Regions from separate parts of the Mus musculus genome. Here regions 2, 3 and 4 are each linked to region 1. A link is a contact called in public HiCAR-type, Micro-C and promoter capture Hi-C data. All regions are on one chromosome and are shown on one strand. Each heading gives the region's core, a stretch centred on a gene start, on an enhancer-like site or on the middle of the called end of the contact. The rest is flanking DNA. Distances are from core to core; before and after follow the strand shown.

Evidence for each region. Promoter capture Hi-C pulls out the DNA fragments that hold promoters and counts their contacts. Hi-C and Micro-C count contacts between places; a contact is called where the count stands out from the background. HiCAR-type assays count read pairs that join an accessible place to other places.
Region 2: a contact with region 1 is called in a Micro-C map of embryonic stem cells, with 3 times the contacts expected there. The contact joins the promoter of Plcxd1 here to the promoter of Ulk1 in region 1. A contact is called at or near these places in 1 of 39 promoter capture datasets (pre-B cells), 1 of 484 Hi-C or Micro-C datasets (embryonic stem cells) and 1 of 115 datasets of contacts at active chromatin or transcription factors (pancreatic cancer cells).
Region 3: a promoter capture Hi-C map of liver shows a contact between it and region 1, with 2.0 times the contacts expected there. The contact joins the enhancer-like site here to the promoter of Ulk1 in region 1. A contact is called at or near these places in 3 of 39 promoter capture datasets (hippocampal neurons, liver and second pharyngeal arch cranial neural crest), 4 of 115 datasets of contacts at active chromatin or transcription factors (cardiomyocytes, embryonic basal ganglia, embryonic stem cells and 1 more) and 1 of 9 other capture datasets (embryonic stem cells).
Region 4: a contact with region 1 is called in a HiCAR-type map of astrocytes, with 5 times the contacts expected there. The contact joins the promoter of Pitpnb here to the promoter of Ulk1 in region 1. A contact is called at or near these places in 10 of 39 promoter capture datasets (the C10 cell line, the HPC-7 cell line, HPC-7-derived erythroid cells and 6 more), 9 of 484 Hi-C or Micro-C datasets (CD4 T cells, CD8 T cells, embryonic stem cells and 4 more), 25 of 115 datasets of contacts at active chromatin or transcription factors (the 230-238 cell line, the SCID.adh cell line, Th17 cells and 20 more) and 2 of 9 other capture datasets (adipose tissue and liver).

Annotation. Positions count from the first base shown.
Region 1 is chr5:110,808,712-110,811,591 of GRCm38.p6, forward strand. It overlaps Ulk1 (unc-51 like kinase 1), which reads right to left and starts at 1,370. Exons shown (of 28, transcript NM_009469.3): 1 at 903-1,370; 2 at 416-508; 3 at 294-335. The coding sequence starts at 1,013.
Region 2 is chr5:110,098,572-110,101,451 of GRCm38.p6, forward strand. It overlaps Plcxd1 (phosphatidylinositol-specific phospholipase C, X domain containing 1), which reads left to right and starts at 1,398. Exons shown (of 8, transcript NM_207279.2): 1 at 1,398-1,448; 2 at 1,577-1,754; 3 at 2,445-2,534; 4 at 2,817-2,880. The coding sequence starts at 1,616.
Region 3 is chr5:111,377,238-111,380,117 of GRCm38.p6, forward strand. The region is part of intron 8 of Pitpnb (phosphatidylinositol transfer protein, beta); the gene reads left to right. Among named protein-coding and RNA genes, the nearest start is that of Gm36027, 23 kb to the left of the region's middle. Within about 2 kb of position 1,529, at least 29 of the 459 cell types and tissues checked have an H3K27ac peak or open chromatin away from gene starts, as enhancers often do. A contact at or near this core is called in liver, where this site is marked.
Region 4 is chr5:111,329,330-111,332,209 of GRCm38.p6, forward strand. Pitpnb (phosphatidylinositol transfer protein, beta) reads left to right here and starts at 1,368. Exons shown (of 12, transcript NM_019640.5): 1 at 1,368-1,504. The coding sequence starts at 1,485.

The sequences.
Region 1 (2,880 bases), core at 120-2,619:
TTCCCATGCAGGCAACATATAAGCTAGAGAGGTCCCCAGAACCTAGGAAAAGCCAGGAAAAACTTGGACCAGAGATGAGGTCTCCCTGGCCCTAAGTGGCCTCACAGTAGGACAAGCGTGAGACAAGGCATTCAGAACCCAGCTCCTTTCACCTAAACCAAATACTAATCTAAAGCCATCATCTGCCCTCAGGGGGGCTCCAGCCCCAGGCAACCTAGGTCCTGAAGCAACAGTGGATGGGACAAGGGCAAGAATAGATTTACCCCTCCCCCAAGCCCAACGCTGAGCCTTACCTGGAAGTCATACAGCGCCACGATGTTTTCGTGCTTTAGTTCCTAGGACACAAATCCAAGTTTCTCATGAGCAAGAAAAGAGCTGACCCACCCTCTCCCCCTCCCCCGAGGCGCTGGCTCACCTTCAGGATTTTGATTTCCTTTCCCAGCAGTGTTTGGGACTTGGCAAGGTTCTTCTTGTTAATGCATTTGACGGCCACCTCCAGGTCGTGCTTCTGAAAAGCCAAACGTGAACCTTCAGGGTTGAAAACAACCCCCCCTCCTGCTCCCCACCAAGCAGGGAACACAGAGATGGCTTAGGGTGGCTGTCCCAAGGGTCTTGGAATGGGAGGCTGCCAGAGGCAGACAGATAGTGAGTGTCTGTCAGCCGGCCTGGAATTTAAGTCCCAGGATGGAGTCCCAGGTTAGGTTCTCAGAACTGGTCTGACTTCGGGGCTAGGTAGGGAATCCTGTGCTGGCTGGCGTCTCCAGTTTTCTGGAGCTAGAGTAGCAGGTGGGTTTCCCGGGCTGGGGGGTCCTTAATTGGGTCCCTCTACGGATTACCGGAGGTAAGGTGTCCCTTGGGCTGGGAGTCCGGGATTGCGAGGCCTCCGCGGGAGCCTCACCCACCTCGCGGTGTCGACCCTTGAAGACCACCGCGAAGGCGCCGTGTCCAATCAGGTCCTTGCGAGAGAACTCGAACTTGCCCACGGTCTCGACGCCGCCGCGGCCCGGCTCCATAGCGCGCGCGGGCCGGGGGCGCGAGCCCGGGCTCGGGCCCCGGGGCGGCGCTACGGGGTGCGCTGGGCTCAGGCGGAGGCCGGCGGGCCGCGTACGCGGGGACGGAGGCGCGGGCTCATCGCCAGGGCCCCGTGCCCCATCGGGCAGGCCTGAGCCGGGTCCCAGTCCCACAGGCCGGCGGACGGAGGGGCGCGCTCCCTCGGCGTCCTCCTCGGTACCCTCCCGGCGCTGACAGTCGGGACCCGGTCCGACTCGGGACTCAGCTCTGACACACTCCAGCTCCAAGTCCGGGCCTGACTGACGATGCGGCTCGGAGCCCCGCAGGGAAACAAAAGATCCGCGGCACCCGGGCCTCGGAGCCCGAGGTGCCGGCGCAGCCGCACTGCGTGGAGGCGGGACGATGGGCGGGGCCTGCGGAGCTCAAGACCTCTTAGGCGGCGGAGCTGGCAATGGGCGGGTCCGAAATGAAGGACACCTCGTGGGTGGTAAGGCGGGGCGGGGCTTAGTTTGGGTGGTGCCTCGATGGGCCCAGCCCTATACTGGGCGGGACTTGAGAGAGGAGGCAGGATATGGGCGGGGCCGGAGCAGACTGGGCATGTCAATGTCAGAACTATCTCTGGTTGTGGCTCCTCGCTCTGCCCTAGGCATTTTTTTATTTACTTATTTTATTCATATGTATATGTGTGTGCCTACAGGAGTTTATATGCACCGTGTATGTGTATATAAACACGTGAAACATTCATATTAAACATGTATGTGTCGGGTCCTGGAATTGGAGTTTCAGGCAGTAATGAGCTGCCATGTGGAAACTGGTAACCAAACCAGGAGAGCAGTAGATGCTCTTAATAGCTGAGCCATCTCTCCAGCTCTGCCCTACGTACTTCCTACCACTTGTTTTGTTTTGTTTTGTTTTGTTTGTGCTTTCTTTTGGAGAAGTCGAGATAGGATTTCTTTGTGTATCCCTGCCTGTCCTGGAACTCACTCAGTAGAACTGGCTGGCTTCAGACTCAGAGATCTGCCTGCCTCTGCCTCCTGAGAACTGGGGATTGAAAGTTTTTTAACTGAGTCTTCTCACATTGTAGGCCCGACTGGTCTCGAACTTGCTTTGTCTCTTTGTAGATCGTGCTGACCTCAAACTCACAGATATCCCTCAGCCTCTTCCTCCTGAGTATTGGAATTAAAGGCAGGTGCCACCACATCCATTTTCTCTCTTTTATTACATTTGCTTATTCTGTATGTGGGGACGGAGACTTGAGAACATGGTCATGTGAAGGTCAGAGGAAAATGTAAAAGATGTTTCTGTCTACTTTGTGACTCTTAACATTAAATTCAGGTTGTCAAACTTGGCAACAAGGTCTTTTATCCTTGGAGCCATCTCACCGAAGGCATCAGTTTTCCTTCATTTATTATTTTACTTAACTTTTGTTGTTAGAGGGGAAGTTTGAGGCAGGGTTTCCTGTAGTCCAGGCTATCCCAGAGCTCATCACATAGAATAGCCGTGAGCTGCTGATTCTCCTGCAAATGCTGGGATTATTTATAGCATGGGCATTTGGTTTGCCTCAGGTGTTTTTCTTGCCTGTCTGGTCACATGGGAACTGCATGGGCATGTTGGAGCACTTGATGTATACAAACATTGTCATTTGGGGAGGGGTATATTGCCATGTTGACCCAATGCCAAATCAAAGGCTCTGTGTGTGTGTGTGTGTGTGTGTGTGTGTGTGTGTGTGTGTGTGTTGTCGCACATACCCATTCTGAGTCTCACCATATGAAGGATGACATGGGCATGTTTGAGCTCATGATACTTATGACCACAGTCATTTGGGGAGGAGGTGTGCAATGTGGGCAATTTTGTTCACATGCCATTTTT
Region 2 (2,880 bases), core at 148-2,647, 710 kb before region 1:
TGGCTTCAAAGGACCCTTCCTAGGCTGGACATGGAACAACTGACTAACCCAAACCCTAACCTTCCTGAAAGCACAGGAGGTCAGCTGAGAGTACAGGACATCTGCTGGGTACACAGGACACCTGCTGAGGGTACAGGACACCTTCTGGGGCACAGGAGACCTGTAGAGGGCACAGAACACCTACAGATTTCACAGGAGTCCTGCACTGGACCTGCCGGGTCAGAGAATACCTATGAGGGGACTAGACACCTACTAAGGCCCAGGGGACCTGCACTGGGCTCGGGGATACCTGCTGAGGGCACAGGACAAGTGGGTCTCAGGTGTAACCGCCTGCGGCCACACTAACTGGGTTCCTGAGTGGGAGGTCCGAGCTGTACGGAGAGAAATAATGGAGGCCAAGACATGTTTCTGTTCAAGGCCCCCAAGTTTACTAAGAGTCTGTGCTTATAAAGTGGGGAGGCCCACCCACTGCAGATCTATTCTTGATGCCCATTGCCAGCCTGTGCCATCTGCTGCACAGAACTGGTTTGGCAAGTAGGTGTAAATTACTGGATTGCTTGAAGTCTCCATCTCAAGGGCCTCTCAGCAGGTAGCAGTGTCTTGGAGTAGAGCAGAGGCAGGTGGCAGAACAATACAGCCCTCTAAGTCAGAAGGCTCCACCCCAGGTGGTCTCGTACTCAGTGGCAGCAAGGTCTGAATCAGCCTGCTTCAAGGCTGGGGGAGGTTACACTCAGGAAGCACTCAGGGGTTCCCTTGTAACATACAGGGGACTGCTTCCCTGGTTTACCATCAGCAGAGCTCTTAAGTCCTGCACAGGCCTTGGCAGGTGAAGGGGGGAGGGACTGAAAAAGGGAGGGAGGGAGAGAGGAAGGGAGGGTTGCTGGAGGCAGTGACAACCACCCAGTCCTAGACCTCTGGTGGGGGATCCTGCAGAGCCCGGGGGGGGGGGGGGGGAGGGGTAAACAGAAAAGTCTGTGAACCTTTGTGGCATGCGGGGAGCTCCTAGGCAATTCCTGGAACCCCAGGCTCAGGTCCCCCCTGTGCCCCAGTCCACACTTGCCTCTGAGCCCATCCTTCTCCAGCCTGTGTCCCTCCCCAGGCTCGAATTCCTGAAAGAGGAGGAGGAGGGGGAGGAGGAGGAGGAGAAGGAGCCTTGCTGGGCCAGGGAAACAAAAGTTTACCATCCTGTGGCTTTAAAACCACAGCTGGTTAGGATGAAAAGAGTAGATGCCTGGCAGTTTGGCTCTGGAGCCAGGGCAGAGGAATGCAGGGCCTGTAAGGGCTTGACCCTGGAAGGGAAGACCCATCACAGAGCCTTTGGGAACAGCAGCTCCTTGTGGTAGGTTAGAAGAGAGGTTGAACCCTTATTAAAAGTAGATTTCAAAAAAGGTTATGCCTACACACGCATGACTTAACTGCGCTGGCAGTGGAGTCTGATCTGGTGCTTGGTAAGAGAGGGGAAGGGACAAGGGAGGGAGGGAGTCCTCGGGACACGGTGCCTCAGTTTCCCCTCGCCCCAGCTGCCTCGGTGGCCCCCTCCCTTCTAGCTGCCTCAGTTTTCCCCTCTGTATCTCAGATGCTAGCCTGCCCGGCCTGCCAGGATTATGGCTGAAGAATGAGCCAGTCAGAGTTGGTCCCCACCCCACCCCTAATGCAGGGACTAGAGCCGAGCAGGGTAGGAAGAGTGGGTGAAGTCTGCCGCTCAGTGCATAAGAACGTGTTGACCGTCCCAGAGCACACAGTAGGCACCGAAGGTATGCATGCATGTGTCCTGACTATGCGTGACATCACAGCGGCCACGCCCCTGCAGGGGACAGAGTCTTTTGGGGGAGGGAGCTCGGGCCACAGACTCGCTAGTGGGACAGCGTGGACTTTGGTGCTCCCCCTCCTCCGTCTCACGTGAACACCCGCGGGGTGCCGGGACCGCAGGTCAGTGACTGAACAGGGTCACAGGTGGGAGGTGGGGGTGGGGTGGGGTGGAGAATATAGGTCTGAGGGCCACACTGGGATGGGGAAGGAAGTTCTGATCCCAGGGTCACGGAGGTGGGGGTGAGAGTATGGGTCACGTGGTGGGAGCGAGGGTCCTGAGGTCACACGGGTTGGGGGATGGAGCATGGGCCCAGGAGTCACCCGGGGGTGGAAATGCGGGTCCAGGGGACACACGGCGGGGGAGAGTGGGGGTCACGGGGTAGAACATGGGTCCAGGGGTCACCCAGGGTTGGAATGCGGGTTCCCTGGGCACAAGGGGTGGGGAGTGCGGGTCCCTAGCACAGCTCAGCAGGCCCATAGTCACAGGCCTCCTGCCTCAGTTTCCCCACTAGCTCCATCTTGTTCAGTCCTGCCATGTCCACCCATGGCCCTGCCCCGCCCCTTCACGGAGCCTTGCCCCCCCCCCCCGACTCATTGCGCCCTGTGCTCTTCCTCCCCCTCCCCACCCGCCGCAGCTGCAGCTCCCATGGGAGACCAGGCAGACTGGATGTCGCAGCTGTGCCCTCAGCTGTGGGATGTCCCCCTGCACCACCTGTCCATCCCAGGTGAGTACGGGGCCAACCTCACGTTCTCCGGATGCGGGGGCCAGGCTGAGATGGGGCTTCCGTGGGGGAGCTGTCAATCATTGTCAGTGGCTCTGGCTGTCTGACTTACTGGAGGAATGCGCCACTGACTGGGGTAGAGGGGCAGCTGGGGGGTGACAGGGGCTGGACACAGAGGCCTTAAGCCCCGCCCCTTCCAACTTGTCAGTCACAGGAGACCCTGACTACTTGGGGCTCCACGGGGCGTCAGGGGCGGGATATGACCGGTGACTTGCGTGTCCCCAGGGAGCCACGACACGATGACATACTGCCTGAACCGTAAGTCTCGGATCTCCCGTGCAAGTTCGTG
Region 3 (2,880 bases), core at 279-2,778, 570 kb after region 1:
GTGTAAAAGGCCTGTTCTGTATTCTGTTCCCTGCCCTTTGGGTTGTTTCGAGAAGAAGTTGTTTTTTAAAGCAGTTGAGCTCTTAGGAACTTGATACAGGATGGAACTTCGTTCTGTCACAATGGAAATACCTTTTTTGAAGATTTTAAGTTTCTCTTCCTTCAATCTTTCTTTCTTTCTTCTTTCTTTTAAATTAGGGGCTAAAGAGACAGCTTAGCAGGTAAATTCACTGTTTTTTTCAGAGGACCTGGGTTTGGTTCCCGGCATCTACATGTTGTCTCATGACCAGTTCCAGGGGATCTGATGCCCTCTTCTGACCTCTGCAAGCACCAGGCATACATGTGGTGCACATGTATACATGTAGGCACAACATTCATGCATACATGCAGGCACTTGAATGCACATGTGTATGCACGCCAGAGCATGCATCAGGGTCAGAGGACAGCTTGCAGGAGTTGGTTCTCTCCTTTCATGTGGTACCAAGAGGTTGAACTGAGGCAGTGAGGCCTGGCAGCAGGCACTTTACTTACTGGCCATCCCACCAACCCAAAGTCTATAGCTTGGATTACAGGATGATTCTTTATCAGTCACCTTTAAACAGGAATGACTTGTGAAATGCCATGCACACGTTAGCTACCGCAGAAAGACACGTAGAAACGACACCTAAAGTGCCATGCACACGTTAGCTACTGCAGGAAGACACGTAGCTTGTGTGTGACTCCAGTGACACGCTGACACCTCCAGAAGACAACTGGGAAGTCAAGGCAGCAGGCCGGTGTCTACTTGAGCAGAGTTTAGTTGGGTTGCATATTCTTCCCTCAAAGGGTTGGTTGTTTTTTTTTTTTTTTTTAATAACTGCTTGTAAGTTGGATGGAAAACGAAGAAGATCGAAAATAAATAAACATGAGGTGATTGATTCTAGAACTAGGATTTTTTTTTTGGCCCATTTAATTTTTAAAATAATTCTTATAGCCAAGTGCAAACTCTATAAATTGCTGTGTTAATTGGCTTTAGTAGCTTGCCAGCATCACTGGGAAGCCTGGCTCACTGTGGAGTCCCTGTGTGCTAGAGTCCAGCCTGTGGAGGGCGCTTATGTTACATTTGGCTCACTCCTTTAATTAGAACTGAGTCTCCTCTCAATTTGGGGAGAAGGCTGACGGGCACACAGGTAAACTTTTGTAGGGAATGCTGTGTGCAACTCTTAGGGTTCGAAATGAAGTTGTTTGTGGCTTGTAGTACCCAGGACTTGTCCCAGCTGGAAGTTGCTTAGGGCTATCAGTGTTACTGGGGGTGGTGGCTGAGCTGTAGAAACTGTAGCCTGAGGGTGTGGACAGGGGTTTCACAGGCATTGAATGGGAAGGGCATGTTTGCTTTACCATCTGTAGCTTTGGAGCTAAGCTTGCTCAGTCCTGGTTCACCTCGGTGGACTCTAATAGTTTAGCTCTTCCTGTTCACACAGAGGAGTGAAGCCAGCAGAAGAAGGGTTCTGTACAGTAGGAGCCACAGCTGGATGCCATGTGCCTGACCTAGTGCCAGCTCGACCTGACTGACCCTGGAGCCATGTTCTCATTCTCAGCAGCACTCACTGGGCTAAAGGTCCCAGCGTGGGTTCCTTGCATATTGAAGAACTGTTCTGTGGGAGGCTCACCTTACCATCCTTTCTGCAGAACTGGGTTTTCTGAGGCAAGCTGACTGACCTCATCCCAGCTTAGAGCCAGGCCTGCAGTCAAGGAGAAGGAGGCTTGTGCCAGTTTAGCTGGTCTGCTAGAAATGAAGATACTCCCGAGAGACACTTGGGTCTATCTCGTTCTGACTTGAGATTGTTTAAACATTGGACTCAAAGCAGCGTAGATTTCCCCAGGACTCTTAGTGCTGGGAGAAGGAGAATGTGCTTGTCAGAGGGGAAGCTGTGTTGTCTTCCAGAAAGAGACTCCACAATAACAATGAATGTTTCATAGGATAAAACTGAGCCCTGACAACGGTGGGTCAGTTGGGGGCGGTACCCATCCTGCCAGGGCTTACGTACATAACCTTGGCCCTCTGTTTAAACTTCAGTCTCACTTTAGGGCCCCAAAGGTGAATTTGAGGGGCTTTCCACATATTTTTGTCCCTCTCGAAGTGTGACTACGTTGAGTAAACCTCCTTTTTCTCTTCTCACTATTAAACTGGCTCCTGTTATTGGGTGATTGAACTCAGGTGGCCAGACCTGACCTGACTTAGCTTTGTGACCCTCCATGTCTGATAGCAGCAGTGTGTTCTGCTGCATGACAGATGAATGGCTCCACCAAAGGCAGCAATGTTATTCTGTTGTTGCAAATACACGTGTGTATGTGCACACACGTAAGTCACAGTTGCTTATGTGGGTGGTAGAGCAGCTGGATACTCAGGTGCTGGTCTCATCACCCTCTCCACCTTTCCATGAGTGCGTGTTACTGGTCAGGAAGCCCCGCTCTGGGGTGCTCTTGTTCAAGGGTACAGCTGAAACCCCGCCCCACCACCCCGCCCCACTACACAGCCTGAGTGAGGACCGTTGCTCACAACATCCTCATTTATCCAAACAAGGCTTGACTTTCCATCCACATCATCTGAGTGAATGCCAGTGTGTGGCAGGCACTCTGGGAACTGAAGCTGCATGTACAGGCCATGCTGTGAGCAGTGTGCATTTGCATCCCCGCCTGTGGCCTTCTGCTGTTATGAACTGCTGCTGCATTGGAGATATTTGGAAACACAGAAATGGTGGAAGGTCATGAGCAGATCCCCAAGGGGAGTTAGGGAACACAGCCTCCCTGTTTAGGCTCACTGTGTTAAGAGCTTCCTGTATAGTGACAGCAGCTGACCTCACAGTTGGATGGCAGAGAGAAGCAATGCTCTCAGTCCATG
Region 4 (2,880 bases), core at 118-2,617, 520 kb after region 1:
GAAGTCAACCAGCCAGGATTCAGGTCCAGGGCTTCATCTTCAAAGTCCAACCCAGTTTCCCAAATCGGGACAACTGACCTATGCTCTGATATCTAACAAAATTAAGGAACACTTGGGACTGGGGTTGGAGAGATGGCTCAGCAGTTAAGAGCACTGGTGGTTCTTCTAGAGTATCTGGGTTCAATTCCCAGCACCCACGACGTGGCAGCTCACAACTGTTTGAAACTCCAGTTCCAGGGGATCTGACCTCATCCAGGTATACATGCAGGTAAAACACCAATGTACATAAAATATAAATAAATCAATCACTAGAGAGGGGAAGAATATTCTTGAGACTATTTCTAGTTTTTATGAAAATATTTTCAAGATCATTCGATGAGGGAAAAAATATGGTTTGACACAAAGTATAGAGAAATCAAATTTACCTAAAATGCCCGTTGACACAAAGAAGATTATTCCTGCAGCTATCCAGCTCCCTAGGAATCCCACTAAAAGGTCCTTGAATCCCAAGTTACTAAGTTCAGTGAGTGAGGAAGCAGAGGGCAGTCCAAGAGCAGTACTTAGTCACTGTTTCAAAATTGTTTTATCAAAGTTGTTAGGTCAACTAGTGCTTAAAGCCCGTGTTGGGACGGGCTTCTGATTGGTCTTAGTAAAATTTAACTTTCATTCTTCCTGTAGTGAGTTCTTTGCCCCGAAAGCACATAATGAAAAACCAATGCCTTAGACACGTAGAATTCGTCTAGAATTAGTCTACCCAACTGGGTCTGGGTCTGTCTCATGCAAAATTGCTTTTGTTGAGGATTCAATGTTTGGACAGGGGCTCAGTTGTTAAGAACACTGGGGGTTCTTGCAGAGGACCCAGGTTTGGTTCCCAGCACTCACATGGCATTTCACAACTGTCTGCATCTCCAGTTACACGTGAACCTCAGTATGCATGAGACACACAGGGAGCAGACACAATACAGGCAAACCAGATAGATGTACCCTTAAAAAGGTTAGTTAGGACAAGGGGCGAACACATCAGGATTTTAACACCGGTCTGTCTGGGTTTCTAGAACACGCTCCTGCTAAACCTGAGGTCGTCCTCGGCTCCCACACCTGTGCGAACTCAACGTCGTTTAGGGTCCCGACTGGAGAACTCACTGGAAACCATAGGCTGCACAGCGCCGTGAGAGACTAACGCTGGCAGGAGGACGCCGCGCTTGCTGCCCCACTGCTCGCCGAGAGTACGCAGGCGCGCTCCAAGGCTCACCAGCGCGCCAAGGGGCCACGCAGCCGCAGTGGAGGCCTCGTGCTCCGTGAGCGGGGCGTGGACTGGGCGGAGTCAGCTCCCCCAGGCGCGCTGACGCAATGGCCGGCGGCGGAAGGGCGCGGACGCGCAGGCGCTCCCGGGGCTCGGACGATTGGGAGGCGGGGCTACGCTTGCGTGTTGCGAGGCCCGGCGGTGGCGGCTGGCGGCGGCGGCTGTGAGGGGTTCCCGGAAGATGGTGCTGATTAAGGAATTGTGAGTGGGTCGTTGGGCTCGAACGAGGTTCCGGAATGCGGGCTGGGGAGGATCGGTGGGCTCCGCGAGGAGGGCGCTCCCGGGTCGCAGTTGGCTCCTTCCTGGAGCCCCCAAGGCCCTGTGCGGCGCCGCCGCCCTCCGCAGTCAGCGCCAGGGTCGGCGGTGCGGCCGGGGCTCTCGGGGGAGCCGGGAATGCCGGGCGAAGGGTCGCCCGCAAGTTCGAGCCCGACCCACCTCAGGCTCAGTGAAGCCCACTCTAGATCATGCCCCTGCGGTCGCTCTCAGACCCCTCATCTCTAAGATGGGGAGACACCGGCCCCACCTGCTTCACTGGGTTCGGTGCGGGGTTAAACACATGGTGCTTAACACGGCAAATAAAGACTTTTCCCAAGTTCGTCGGACTGGTCCCGTCATTCTGTTGGGAAGTTGTGGCTTCCCCCTCTGCTTAGAGCCACGGACATCACAGGAAACCGTGGTGGCGGGGAATGTTCAGCTGTCATACCTGAGCCGGTGTCCCTTGTGCAATTTCAAGTGTGACCCATTTTGTTGTTGCTGTTCTTCCTCGGCCCTGGTTTAATTTCAGATTCTTAAAAGAAGCAAAAAAAAAAAAAGACGTTAAGTTAGCTGTCTAGATTCCTTGCCTGTATTAACGTCAACCTTGTAAAAATCACTAACAAGGTTTCTCTACTTAACACTGCCCAGATTCTATTTTCTGCTCATATGTAATTTTTTTTCCTTGCCCATTCCAGCATTACAAGACCCCTTGTTCCTCTGTCGCTCTGTATGTTGGCTTTCCTTCTCTTTCTGCTGACTCGAATGCTTTTTCCTCAAATCAGTAGCTCACCTTAAAGGTCTTGGGAAGTGTGTATTGTTTGTCTTTCTGACTGTTCGCCCTACATTGTGCAGGATACTCACTCTGATACCTCCATTTTTTTTGGATCAGTCTTTAGTACATAGCACATCTTCAGCCAGCATTTGGTGTTTTTAAAGATTTGCCTGTTTATATGTGTATTTAAGTGTTTGCCTGCGTGTGTGCATATGTGCTGCGTTCATACAGTGCTCTTGGAGGTAGTAGTAAGAGGGCATTAGGCATTGGATCCCCTGGAACTAGAGCAAGAAGTGAGCCACCGTCCATGGGCTGGAAACTGAACCCAGTTACTCAGAGCAGCAAGTCCTCTTAGCCGCAGAGCCATTTCTCCAGCCCTTCAGCAAACTCTTGTTAAATGAATTGGTGACGATTCTTTTTCACTTTTAGGAGAACACTTTTAATTACATTTGTATGGAGAGGGGTGTACAGGGTAGTACACCGAGTGCTTTTGGAGGTCAGGGGACAGCTTTCGAGTCAGTTCTCTACTCCTATTAGGGTCCTGCACCTG